Linked DNA regions of Mus musculus: region 1 is linked to region 2. Evidence: chromatin contacts called from public HiChIP or PLAC-seq data. All regions are on one chromosome and are shown on one strand. The core of a region is the stretch at or near the end of the contact, and the rest is flanking DNA. Distances in the headings are between cores, read along the strand shown.

Evidence for each region. HiChIP or PLAC-seq counts read pairs in DNA pulled down with a chosen protein or histone mark.
Region 1: an H3K4me3 HiChIP or PLAC-seq map of embryonic stem cells shows a contact between it and region 2, with 11 read pairs. The contact joins the promoter of Niban2 here to the promoter of Dnm1 in region 2. A contact is called at or near these places in 1 of 484 Hi-C or Micro-C datasets (embryonic stem cells) and 2 of 115 datasets of contacts at active chromatin or transcription factors (embryonic stem cells and pancreatic cancer cells).

Annotation. Positions count from the first base shown.
Region 1 is chr2:32,871,847-32,878,188 of GRCm38.p6, reverse strand. Niban2 (niban apoptosis regulator 2) reads right to left here and starts at 2,055. Exons shown (of 14, transcript NM_146119.2): 1 at 1,785-2,055. The coding sequence starts at 1,839. Gm13523 (a long non-coding RNA gene) reads left to right here. Exons shown (of 3, transcript XR_003954026.1): 3 at 4,209-4,754.
Region 2 is chr2:32,348,152-32,354,736 of GRCm38.p6, reverse strand. It overlaps Dnm1 (dynamin 1), which reads left to right and starts at 1,408. Exons shown (of 23, transcript NM_001301737.1): 1 at 1,408-1,688. The coding sequence starts at 1,528.

The DNA of each region.
Region 1 (6,342 bases), core at 806-3,305, 520 kb before region 2:
TCAGCCCTCTCCGGAAGGGGCCACTCCACCGTCCCCTGGCTTCGGTCCCCTGGCTTCGGCTCCACTCAGGGAGTTGGCCAGGAGGTCAGGGGTGGGTTCTCAGCCTAAGACTTGGGAAGGTGGGAGATCTGGGTGTGGGGAAAAGAAAAAAAAAAAAAAAAAACCACTGAAGTAGGGCACACCCCACCCATGCTTGCTGAGAGCCTGAGAGGAGGCTCTGAATGGAGAGACTGTTACAGAACCCCAGGAGGTTGCCACCAACAGGGAAGGGACAGGAAGACTCCGCCCTGCCCTTCCTGAGCCCAGGCCTTGTCCTACAAGGAGGCCTTCCAGGACTTAACCCCTAGCTGTTCAGAGGTGAGAAATGGTCTATATCACCCATCCTGTCCCCAACTCCAGGCCTGGCCAAGTGACTGGATAGTCCTTCTTTGGCACCTTCTTTGTGCCCGGCCACAGTGAAGCCCTGGAAGTGGGGACACCTGCCTTATTCTAGGGTCCCTGCTATCAAGGGGAAATATAGCCAAGCACCCAACAGGACATCAAGATAATGTAGGGACACCACACTCAATGAACAGGGAGACAAATGAAACCAAAGGAACTGTCTCCTCTTCCTGTGCTCTGATAAACCCAGCTGGTTGGCACGCCAGGTCTCAGGGCCTCCTGTACTAAGCAAAGCTCACTAAGCTCTCAGCAGCCATCCCAAGAAGTCAACACCCGCCCCTTAGGAAGGCAACACCGAAGCTCTTGGACATTGTGACTGGCTCAAGCAGGGCAGTGGTGCCCCAGGCCTTTAATCCCAGCACTTGGAAGGCAGAGGCAAGTGGCTCTCTACGAATTCGAAGCCAGCCAGGTCTACAGCCACAACTACATGGTGAGACCCTGGCTGGGAAAACCAAAACAAAAGAGACTGGCTCAGGATCACACACTTGGGAGAGAAGCTGAAATTACATTCAGGACCGCCAGGCCTGACTTGCCTGTGGTCAGCCAAGCTTTGTTTTGGGATAGCCTGAGATTCTCACCCCATCTCCCACTCCCTACAATGAGCCCAGGATCCTGCACTCCACAGACTTGGGAGCAACTCCCTCTAGAGAAGTGTCCACCGCGCAGTGACAGGCTGAGAGCAAGGCTGGCAGAAGGAAGGTACTGAGAGGTACTGAGAGACTGAACTCTGGCTCTGAGAGAACCAGCTCTGGCCATAAACAGACCCCCTAGGCTGTAGTGCCAGCACTCTGCTGAGGTAAAGCCCAAAGACAGGGACCCGCCCCTTCAAGGGCACCCCATCTCTCCTTAGCCCCACTCTCCACATTCGGTCCCCGGCTCTCTAAGGGCCCATCCCCCTGTAAGCTTCAGCCACGTGTACCCGGACTGAGGCCAGGGCGAGGAGGAACAAGGCAGCTGAGGGGGGAGTCTGGAAGGTCTGACTCTGTGGGGCAGAGTCCAGAGTAGAGGTTAGGCTTGGAACGTTGTTGGGAAAGATGGGGGGCGCGACCCCTCCGCCACGCCTGTAAGTGCATGGTTCTGGCCAGGCTGGGCTCCAAGGGGAGCAGTGGGATCCAGTAGAGAAATGGGATCCCAGGCTCCTCAAAGGGTGAAAGGAGCATACAGAAGGGCCTGGAAGGGCCGTCCAGACCGAGAGAGAACAAGTTCGGAGGAAGAGTAAGGGTCTGGCCGGCTCTCGTCCCGACCTGGGCCTTGACTCTCGAGTACCGCTCCCCATGAGATCGGAGGCGTGGCCCGGGGTGCCCGGGGAGCCCCAGGCCGGCCGGGCGCTGAGCGGTGCTCACCTGCGATGTGCTGGCGCCGTGCGTCATCCAGGTGTGTGGACAGTACGTCTCCCATGGCGAGGAGAAGACGCGGCCGGATCCGCCCGCCGCTACTCAGACTGACGCCGCTGGCGCCATGGAGTCCGCAGGCCCCGCTGCCGCCGTCGCCCCGCAGCCCCGCTGCCGCCTCGGCTGCTCTCTCTGCGCTCCCACCGAGATCCCCACCGCGTCCCTCCCTCCGGCCGCTGCTGCCTCTCTAGCCCGCGCCCAAGCCCCGGCGCCCGCCCCGCCCCGCCCCGCCAGGCCAGGCCAGGCCACGCCCCTGTCGGAGCCACGCCCTCCTCTCCAGTCCAAGGCGGGAGGGGACCTCCAGACAGCGAGGAGACTTAGACAAAGAGAAGATCCCCAGAAAGGAGACCCGGGACGGACCTGCTTGGTGTGCTTCAAATTCAGATAGCAGCGAAGAAAAGGCTGATGGGGGTATCGCAGAAAACGGAGAGCCCTTGGGGCTGTAGCCTAAGCGTCTCCTCTCCCCTCCTCAAGCCGAGGACAATGTAGGGACTACAAGGGGACGCCGGGACGGACGTGTGGGAATTCAGCATTCCTCCTGCCCCCTTCCCCCAGTCTCGCCCACAGCTGCTTGCACTGGGGAAGTCCCCTAGCCTTGATCGGACCTGTCCTAGAAGGTGTGCCAACCCGTCTTGCACAATAGATAGGGGTAGACGGGGAGGGAAAATGGACAAGTATGGGGTGGAAGACTGAGGGACAAGGGAGGGGAAGAGATGGGGCGGGGGGTGCGGGGGGACATGGTTAGAGCTCAAAGATATCATCAAGAGGTCATTCCTCAGGCCCGGCTCGTGGGCGTTTCATTCGAAGGAGGCTTGCTGAACAGAGCAAAGCAGGAAGGCTATTTTTGCACTTTGTTAGACTGTCTGAAATGAAAAGCCGGGACCTCGGACTCTGGGTACTTGTACAGTAGGGCTGGGCATGGGTAGGTAACTAACAGAAGGTGTTTCGGTTTCTGGACCTCCCAAGCCGGTAGAGGAGACTAATTTGATGACTTGGTCTGCACTGCCTGTGTGACCAGGGCTGGCTGTGTTGCTGCTCCCTCACACCTCTTGGCTCACCACTATAATGCGCTCCACCAGTTATTAGCTGCTCTCCCTGTAACCCTGACACCTGGCAGCAGGATTGTAACAGTTACCTATAACTAGGCACCTGTCTTGTAGGCCTGTCACCACCACACCAGGTGATGCAGACTCTCTGTCATGCTTTCCATCAGCAGTCAGCCACTGTGGTGAACACTCATTTGCTAAGCCTCCTGCAAGATGCTGTGCTTAAGTGTAGGGGTGCATGCAGTAGGGAGGACAGATCTGAGGCTGTGGGGCTGGCGAGACGGCTTAGCTTAGCGGTAAGAGCTCTTACTACTCTTGCAAGAGCACTCCGGTCCTTTCCTGGCACCCACATCAGGCAGTTCACAAATGCCTATAACTACATTTCCCGGGTATCTGACTACTACTTCTGCCTCTACAAGCTACTATACTCACCTGGGGTGAATAAATTCATGCAGGAAAACACATGTACATATAAACAAATAAATGATAAGATGTTGAGGTCAGCCTAAACAAGCTGCAAAGCAAGTTTGAGGCCAGTCTAAGACACATAGGAAGACCCTCTTTCAAAAGTTCAATGGCTAAACTGGACAACTAGTGGTGCTCTCGTCTTTAACCCAGCACTCAGGAGGCAGAGGTAGGTGGAGCTCTTGAGTTCGAGGCCAGCCTGATCTACAGAGGGAGTTCTAGGACAGCCAGGGCTACAGAGAGAGACCCTGTCTAGAAAACATGCACACAAACATATACAGGTTTGTGTGCACACACACACATACACATGCACACACACAAGCTACCTATCCTCTATGACCCTGGACAAGTGCATTCCTTGTTGAGCTCAGTCCCCTCACCTGTCAAGTCAGAGTAATGATACTTTGTGGGGAGGCTAGGAAGAGAGAGAGTGCCTACCATAGACAGTCACTTTCTCAATAAACAGAAATGTTGTTCTGGTCCCTGCCCTCCTGAAGTCTGAGGGAGGGAACAGAACATTGTGTTATGAGGACAGTGATTTAAGCACAGTACCAGAGCTGAAAGTTGAAAAACGAGAATTGTGACAGCATGTAGCAAGGAAAGGCCACTCAGGGAGCGGGGCCCACACAGGCAAAGGGCAAGCCTGAGAAAAACAGGATGTGTTCAGAGTCACCAGGAGGAATTGGAGGCAGGCTGGCAGAGATTTTCAGTTTCCTTGTGCAGAGGTGGGCCAGAGAAGGAAAGCGACTTTTGTCCAAGTCTCACAGTAGGGACCCAGGGCCATCACAGTTGACCCTGAATGTCACTTCTCTGGGCTGCCTGAAGCAAGTGATGCTAATAAGCTCATTTTTCTCCTTTCCCTCAGCCTCAACTACAGAACCTAGAAAGGTCTGTGCTGCCTGGGGAAAGGACAGCAAGAGCCAGCTGGGCCCCACCACGACCTGACCGGCTCCTCAGCCAAGCTAGAGGCCTGGGCCAGGTGGAGGACAGTGACTGGTAGCCTGTCCCTAGCCTTCATGGTACACCCAGGCCCAGAGCCTGGGGCACATAAACTTCCCAGAACACATGTCAGGTCCCTGGCACAAGGACCCTTTCCTCTTGGCTTAAAACTCTGTTGTCTGCCATTCAACTACCCCGAGCTCCCATGACCTCAAAAGTGGGAAAATTCTACCTGGTGGTGGTGGTGGTGGTGCATGCCTCTAATCTCAGCACTCAAGAGGCAGAGGCAGAGGCAGGTGGATCTCTGAGTTCGAGGCCAGCCTGATCTGCAGAGTGAGTTCCAGGACTGCCAGGGCTATACAGAGAAACCCTGTCTCGAAAAACCAAAAAAAAAAAGAAAAGAGAGAAGAGAAAAGAAAAGAAAAGCCAGCAAAAATAAAAATGAAAAGGTTCTGTAAACTGTAGGGTGCTGTACCTGCATGTCACCTCTGGTCTTGAAATCTGTCCCTAACAATTGTAGATTGGATACACTCAGAAACATTGACTGTATAAATAAATAAATAAATAAATAAATAAATAAGGAAGCTGGGCGGTGGTAGTGCACATTTTTAATCCCAGCACTCAGGAGTTAGAGGTAGGTGGATCTCTAGGAGTCTGAGGCCAGTCTGGTGTATAGGGTGACTTCCAGCACAGCCAGAGAGACATACAGACATACCCAGAGACCCAGACTCAAAAACAAAAAAAGCAAGTGAGCTCCTGGATCCACAGAGGGTAGGAATGGATCATCTTTCTAGGGGCTGAGAGGTACCAACTGTAGCATATGCTTGCCCAAATGTAATGAAATGTGCGTTCAAAAAAGATATATGCTGTTACCTCCCCAGATGCTAGAGAGCAAATCCAGGGCCTTGCTAGGCAATCGCTCTACCATTGGGCAAAATCCCAGCTCCTCAGACAGAGGTTCTAGTATAAGCCATTTATACTGGGTTTGTCTGTGTGTGGTACTAGGGAATTGAACCAAACACCTGAAACTGCTAAGTAACCACACTACTGAATTTCTAGTCCTTGGCCTTTAGAGACAAGCCCTTGATGTTTATATGTAGATCTCAAAATGGCCTTGAACTTGTAGTGTAGCCAGGCTTGCCTCGAACACATAAGTAAGTGTGTGTGTGTGTGTGTGTGTGTGTGTGTGTGTGTGTGTGTGGTATATGTGTGTACTCGCGCACACACGTGTGTGAGGGGTGTCTCACATCTCCCAGACTGGCTTGGCAGCCTTCCTGCCTCAGCCTCCTAAGTGCCTGGGTTACAGTGGCATCTGGAATAGGTGGATTGAGACATGAGAAAGGGATGTCAGAGGGAAAGGTTAAGCAAAGAGCAAAGGTGTCCCCTAGGACCTAGAGCCACAGAATGTGTCGAGCCTTCCTGCAAGAGGGGAAGGGAGAAAGGATGGGTGGGACTAGCCATGGAGCCTAAAGAATGAGGTTTGTTCTGAAAAGATTGTAAAGTTCTCTAGAGGCTCTTAGCTGTCCCCCGTGCAGCTGTGAATCAGGGCAGTTACAGCCTTTGGGTCAGGGAGGAATGAAGGGTTTGCCACTTTTGGCTCGGGAGGGAACCTGAGGCCTGGTTTATGAGGCAAGCATTTTACCTAAGTGCCGTCTGTCCCCTAACCCGTCCCTTCTTTATACAAAGAGGAAAAAAAAAAAAAAGAAACGAATATAGTATAGCCAGTGCATGTTGGATTCCGGGAAGTCAGACAGCAAAGGCCGAGCCATCTTCCTGCCAGCTTTTTGTTTGTTTTTCATTAACTTTTATACTAAGTGTGTAATGAGTGTGATGACACACTCACACTTTATGTCATTGTCCCTTTGCCCATATTCACACCCATCCCAGGGCTTGTGCATGCCTGACAAGAACTGTACTGCGGGGTCACTTCGCAGCCCTTTGCCCTCCAGATTTGAGCAGATGAGAATGTGGGGTTTTCTCTTTATTTTTTATTTTATTATTATGTGTGTTTGTTGTGAGACAGGGTTTCTCTGTGTAGCCCTGGCTGTCCTTGAACTCTC
Region 2 (6,585 bases), core at 159-2,658:
TTCTATTTTGTCATTGTGCCAACTCTACAGATTAGATAGCTATGACCCAGAAATGACCCAGAGGTAAGGTCTGGGTGGTTCTCCCCTAACTGGAAATCCCTTCTCACTGGGCTCATGGTCCACACACTTCTAGTCTCTGTTCCAGCATTATTATCCTGTATGAGTTAACAACACAAGCCCTGCCCCAGCCCTGCTCTCCACTCATCACCCCCGGAAAGAGTCATATTTATTGGCATATGACCCCTCCCTTTTCCACTTGACTTTGAGCCACTTGTAGGTGGCTTGTCACTGCCTTGTCTCTGGGGTCTAGCGGGAGCTAGCCTGCTCAGCAACCACACATTCAGTGGGTGAAAAAAATGGATAGTCTCTAATGCCTAGGGCACTTCCCTAGTCTCAGAACATAGAAGTGACCCGATAACCCTCTCTTTCTTGGCTTCTTTGTCAGGAGTCCTAACTAGGTCCTTCTTGATGCAAAAGTGAGTAGCCGAACCTAGATCCAACTATCTGTCTGTGTGAAAAGGACAGGCAAGTATGGCTGCAAGAACCCCTGGTTTGAATAGCACTATTTGCCACTCTGGGCCTGGCGCTCATCCTCTTGGAGCCTTAGAGTTCAAGACAAGAACTTTTGCCTCTCCTCGGCAGCACTTCCTAGGTATTGGGGCCTTTGCACTTCCTGTCCACTCCATCAGGGTGTCGGGCCCCTTCTTATCAGTTAGGTTCCCTTTCAAAGGTAATTTCTTTGGAAAACCTTTGCCCCCTTCTGGCTAATGTGACTTTCCAAGCCCTGTTGGTTTTCTCTGTTTCTTCTAGTACAAACGCTCTTCTGTGTCCCGTCTATCCCACCACCTGTAAGATCTCTGAGTGTAAAGTCCCTAGCTGTTCTGCCGAGTTTTGTGTCTGTAAACTTAGGAAGGGGTCTAGCTTATCATGGGCTCCTGGTAATTTGTTGAATCAATGGTTTTTCTTTCTTCCTCCTAGAACCAGAAACACTGAGGCCCCAGGATAGGAAGGAATATGCTGCAGATTTTTGATTAGTGTCAGAACCTAGACTAGAAAGGCTAAGTGGACTAGGGTTGACTTTGGTCAGCTGACTGCAGCAGCCTGTGGGTGCCAGATCTTCCCTCTAAGGCCTCAGTTTCTCCACTGGGAATAACTGCTGAAATGAAGTAATCATGACCACCACATACTAGCCCATTTCTAGAGTTAGCACCCCTAGCCATCACCAAAAGTATTATCTTCGGTGCAGCATCCGTATCCCAGAAACACAGGTAAGTCTCCCGAAAGCCGCAGAAGAAGAAAACGACAACACCCATGGCGCCCCGCGTTGCGTCTGCGCATAGTGACCAGTCCGCGAATCCCCGCGCGCCATCTAGCGGCGGCCTGGAGAAGCGCTCCGCTCGGATCCCCGAGGGGCGGGGGACCCGCGGCGCACGCAGTCGGGATATTCGGCTGCAGCCGCGAAGCCGGGGGCCAAGAGCCAGAGCAGGAGCGGCGGCCGGATCGCAGCCCGCCGGGCCCGCCGCAACCATGGGCAACCGCGGCATGGAAGACCTCATCCCGCTGGTTAACCGGTTACAGGACGCCTTCTCCGCCATCGGCCAGAACGCGGACCTCGACCTGCCGCAGATCGCCGTGGTAGGCGGCCAGAGCGCCGGCAAGAGCTCGGTGCTGGAGAATTTCGTGGGCAGGTAGGAGCGGCGCGGACACCCGCATCACGGTGCCCCGGGTCCCCACCCCGGGATCCGACGGTCTGGGCGCTGCTCTAGCGGACCGAGCGCCCCCGCCCCCCGCTTGAGTCCTGGGGTCCGCAGCGCCCCCGCCAGCCCGCGGATATCAGTGGAGTCCCCCCACTCACGCCCCCTCGTTCACCCCATCGTCTGTAGAGCGACCTCGGCAGAGAGCTGTCCTTGATCGCCAATACCCTCACCGAGGGGGCCCACATTACTCAGCGCCTCACTGGGAGCTGAGAGCACCCAGAGGGCAATATCCCCTTCCTGGGCTCCTTGGAACCCGCTCTGACCCCATGGGAATTCCTGGTCGTGACAGGGGACAGCCCCCTCCCCCAGTCCCTAGAAAAGGACACAGCCCCATAGGCATCGGAGACCAGGCACAACCCCCCCACCCCGCACACGCACAGGCGCGCGCGCGCGCGCGCGCACACACACACACACACACACACACACACACACACACACACACACACACACACCTCTGCGGCTCCCGCCGCCATCCGTGCGCAGAGAGGCAGAGGGGGAGGCGCGGGCTGCGGTGCGAGGAAAGGAAGGGGGGGGATGGCAGCGGGAGGAGAAGCGGCCTGTGAGCCTCTACGGAGCAGCCTGCCTTCGCTGCACCCCTTGGGAAGGGGCTGCTTGTCAGCGTCCTCCTCCCCTGGCCTGGCAGAAGGGTTGTGATGGAGAGAAAAGGCGGCAGAGGGCAGAGATGACTAAGTCCAGGAGGCAGGATGGCGAGGAGGGGGGTGGTGAGCCATTGCAGAACCTAATCCTCCTCTGGCCTCTGATCCCACAAGGCTCTGGGAAGGCCAGGTGGCAGAGTGGAGGAGAGCCTTAGAGACAAAGGGTCTTGGACTTAGAGGGGGCAAGCAGGGTCGTGACCCCCCTCCGCACCACCTCCCTAGGCTCCTTTGGAGCTAGGGAAGACAGAAGTGGCATTTCTGGTTCTTAGAAAGAGCAGCTCATTCTAAGCTCAGGTGCACTCTGGGAAGGGGACTGCCAGGACCAGAGAGGATGCACCAGTGCTAACCTTGACCCCTCACCCGCTAGGTGCAAGCTCTCATCTTTCTAGAAAGTCTTGCTTTCTTGCAATGACCTTCATGGCTAAGGAAATGACAGGCGTGAGGGAGAGGGAGGCGGCGGCGGCCCCTCCTTCCAGAGAGGAACAAGCATTCTGTGGGGTGACAGCTGGGTCTAAGCCAGGTGCTGCTGGAAAACCTTGGGCAAGTCACTTGCCTTTACCAAACCTCAGTGTAGTATGGACAGACTGGAGGGTTGATGCCACCACTTACACGTCCTGGGAAGCCACTGTGAACCCACCCCGGGGTGGGGGTGGGGTGGCGGGAGGAAGGGGGCCTGAGTGAGAACCATGTAGTGGTGAGATGTAGACGTGCCACAGTGGAAGTAGCTCTGTCTGTCTTGTCAGCAGAGAGGAGCAGCTGTCTCTGGATCATGTGACCCCAGAGCTGCAGATACAGGCAAGAAACCATATAGATGAGCCCCTTCCCGGGGGTCCAGCAGTCAGGGCTGTTGGGGATGGAGGAATGTCCAGCGCCCTGAAGACAGGGCCGTGGAGGGGTGTCGTGCACTTTACAGTGTGCATACCACAGCCCCATCTCCCATGCTCTGAGCATTTGCTGTTCTAAGCCAGACTGTGTGCTCTAGTTAGGGGGTGCAAACTGGAGCCCTTCCCTGCTTTGCTGTAGCCCCTGTGATGCAAACACAGTGGTGTCCACCCTATAGACGGGCAACTGAAATTAGATGCTTTTCTCAAGGTCACATATTCCCAAAGAGTGACACCTGTCAGACTCCATCTTGATCCTGCATTGGTCATGGGGACTGATTGGAGTGTAGACATCTGATTTCCCATTTGTAGAATGGGGACCCCTGGAAGCTTACCCGGACCTCCTAAACCAGTACAAAAGCCATTTGCTAAATCCATGGAAGAGAGACGCTTTGAGAGTCTAGAGACTGGGAACCTGTCCATGACGTTTTGCCCAGTGCAGTACCCAGCCCAGACCACAGCAGGTGATAGCCACAACTGTTGACCTGTCGAGAGGCCGCTGCTCCAGCCAGGAGGGCGTGGAAGATGCCCAGATGCAGGTCTGGGACGGAGGAGGAGCAAGCGGGCAGGCTTGTTAGCCCTTAAAAGCTAGTGAAGAAGCCACAAAATGAGCAGCAGCAGTACTGAGGCTAGGGGTGGGGTCAGGCTCCAGCCAGCCCCACCCGTGACCGACCTCACAGATTCCCTACCTCTCTGCCTAGCTCTGGGTCCCCAGACTCGTGAACATGGTAACAACAGCTCTTTCTCCTGGGCCTTTCAGAGCGCCAAACCCCCACGGAGAGGAAGTGGGAAACTCCCTAGAGGAAACAAGCCAATTCAGGCCAGGCAGGCTCCCAGGCATCCAGGAGGACCTCGTGTCAGCTCTGCAATGGAGGTGACCCAGCAGCTGTCCGGGACCCTGCTAGGTCTTGTCTGAGTCTCTGCTGTTCCTTTCCCTTCCCTTTACAGAGGCCAGCTCACTCAGTCATTTAGCTGTCATTCTTGGAAGGTCCACAGCGGTCACACTAGAGAGTCTTTGGTGAAGCTGTGCATTCTAGAGAGAGAAACCGAGACACCTGTAAGCTGCACTCTGTCTCCCAGGAGTTGGGCTGCCTTTCACACGGAGGGCTCAGAAGGTCTTAGAGGAAGGTTGCACCCAGGAAAACCAAGCAGGGCCAAGCTATGTGAGAAGCTGGGAGAAAATAATCCCAGGCCAGTGAACAGCAGTTCAAAGGGCCTGGGGCAGGAAAGGGTCAGTTTGAGATACAAACAGGCACCACAAGGTTTAGGCAGGAACGGTGGGACAGGTGTAGACAGGACCTCCATCTGTGAGCCCTCAGGCCATGGCGAGGGATTTGGTTTGTTTTCAAGATCCTTGGAGTGGTAGGGTGACCTGAGATGCTTCTGACAAATGGGAGACAGGAAGGAGGCAAGAGCCACGTCTAAGGACACCCCTCCAGGGATGCCGGAGAATGTGGGCTTAGATCTGTGTGGGGCCAGGTCCCACTGGCTGATAGACAGGAGAGGGAGTGGGAGGGGCTGAGCAGGAATCCAGGGTGACTTCAGGGTCAGGGGTGATGGCATCATGCGATCAGGAGACCCTGAGGATCTGCCCTTAGGGGCCAGTGGGGTGGTGTGCATAAGTTAAAGGCAGTGGGGATTCAGTCTTGAGCATATTGAGCCAACGATGCCCTAGACAGCTCCTGGTGGCAGTGGTGAGCTGGGGGAAGGGCCACGGGAGATACAAATTTGGAAGCTGCTGGTGTAGACATGGGATTCAGTCCCGAGAGAAGGGATGAGATCATACAGTGTAGTGCAGCTGGAGAAGTGTCTGTGGACCCCAAGATTCTCCAGCATTTCCTGAGCAGATGCCTTGTATCCTCAGTGCTATCTCTCTGCTCCACTCTGGGGCCACCTGCACACCCTCTCTCCCAGCATTCCTCCAGGGTAGCAGGGCAGGTAAGCGTTTACCTTTTGTCCCGAGCCAGGGGGTGGGGGAGAAAGAATGGGAACAAGGTGACCACAACAACCCCTGTGCGTTTTCCTCTCTCCCTGGCTGTCTACCGTTTTCACATCTGTAAAATGGGTAAGGTCATGGCCCCTGAGAGACTTTGTTGAGGGTTGAGTAAACTCAGATGTAGCAGGGATGTGTCTTTTCCATCCAGTGGGGCAGAGGTGGTAGGCAAGCTCCTGCTCAGAGCCCAGTAGCCAGCCAGGGAGAGGTCAATGGTTGCTCCCTACTCCACAGGCTTGGCCTCCATTGTCCTTCTCTACAATGGGCCTCACTTTCCTGTGGGAAGCTGCCCACCCTCATTGTTAAGTCCATACTCTTTCTGATCACTAGTGAGCCCATTTCTCAGAGTTGGAGACTGAGACTGAAAAGAGTGAGGGGATTTCACAGACATTCAGAGATAAGGAGTCCCTAGCCTGGGATGGGCAGAGAGAAGGGACATGTCCTGGGCTCGCCCTGAGGAAGTGACATTAAGGCTGACCTAGATTAAGACTAGGTAAGACAGAGAAGCTGGAGGAAGAAGGAGCCATGCAGGTGTGGGGAGAACCAGTCTGAAGGGGCAGTCACCAACCCCCACCCCCATGGTTCCCTCAGAGCATTTGCTGCCTCTGGCCATGCCTGGAGTTCTCCGTTGGGGCTGGCCTCAGCCACAGGACATCTCTGTCCATCCCCACCCGCCATCCTGGTGGAGCTAAGGATGAAAGGTGAGCCCTGCAGACGGCATTTGATCCCGGCGCCAGAAGAGTAGAGTTCCCTGGGCTTGGTTGGGGTCAGAGGATGGGAATCCTGGCTCCTCAGGTAGTGAGTCTCCCCGAAGGACATTGGTGCAGGGAGCCAGGTGCGGGCACAGCGTCGTCAGGCGTGGGCGGGAACAAGCCAGGGGCCCACGTACCACATGTCTAAGGATTGCTGTGGTAAATCAGGGCGAGTTGCTGCTGAAGGCAGTACAGTCTGCCCTTGGCAAGCCCACCTCAAGTGGGGACAGATGGCTCCTCTCTCAGGCTGCGCTGTCCCCTCTCATTCCATCTTGTACCACAGAGCCCTCCCGCGGTCACAGGTAAACACCCTGTCATATTACCTATGGCTCCAGAAAGGACCTCTCTCTTGGCAACCTCTAAAATGGAGGCCATTTTCCCCTGGGCCCTGGAGACCTTTATCCACAGGCATAATGAAGGTCAAGGTTGGGGCGGGAGCACCCATGCCTAAGGACAGTACTGATCATTGTCTTGTAGCCTCAATAACCAGTGACAGGAAAAGCCAACTATCATTTCAGACTTTCCGAATAGCTCAGAGGAGGTAGT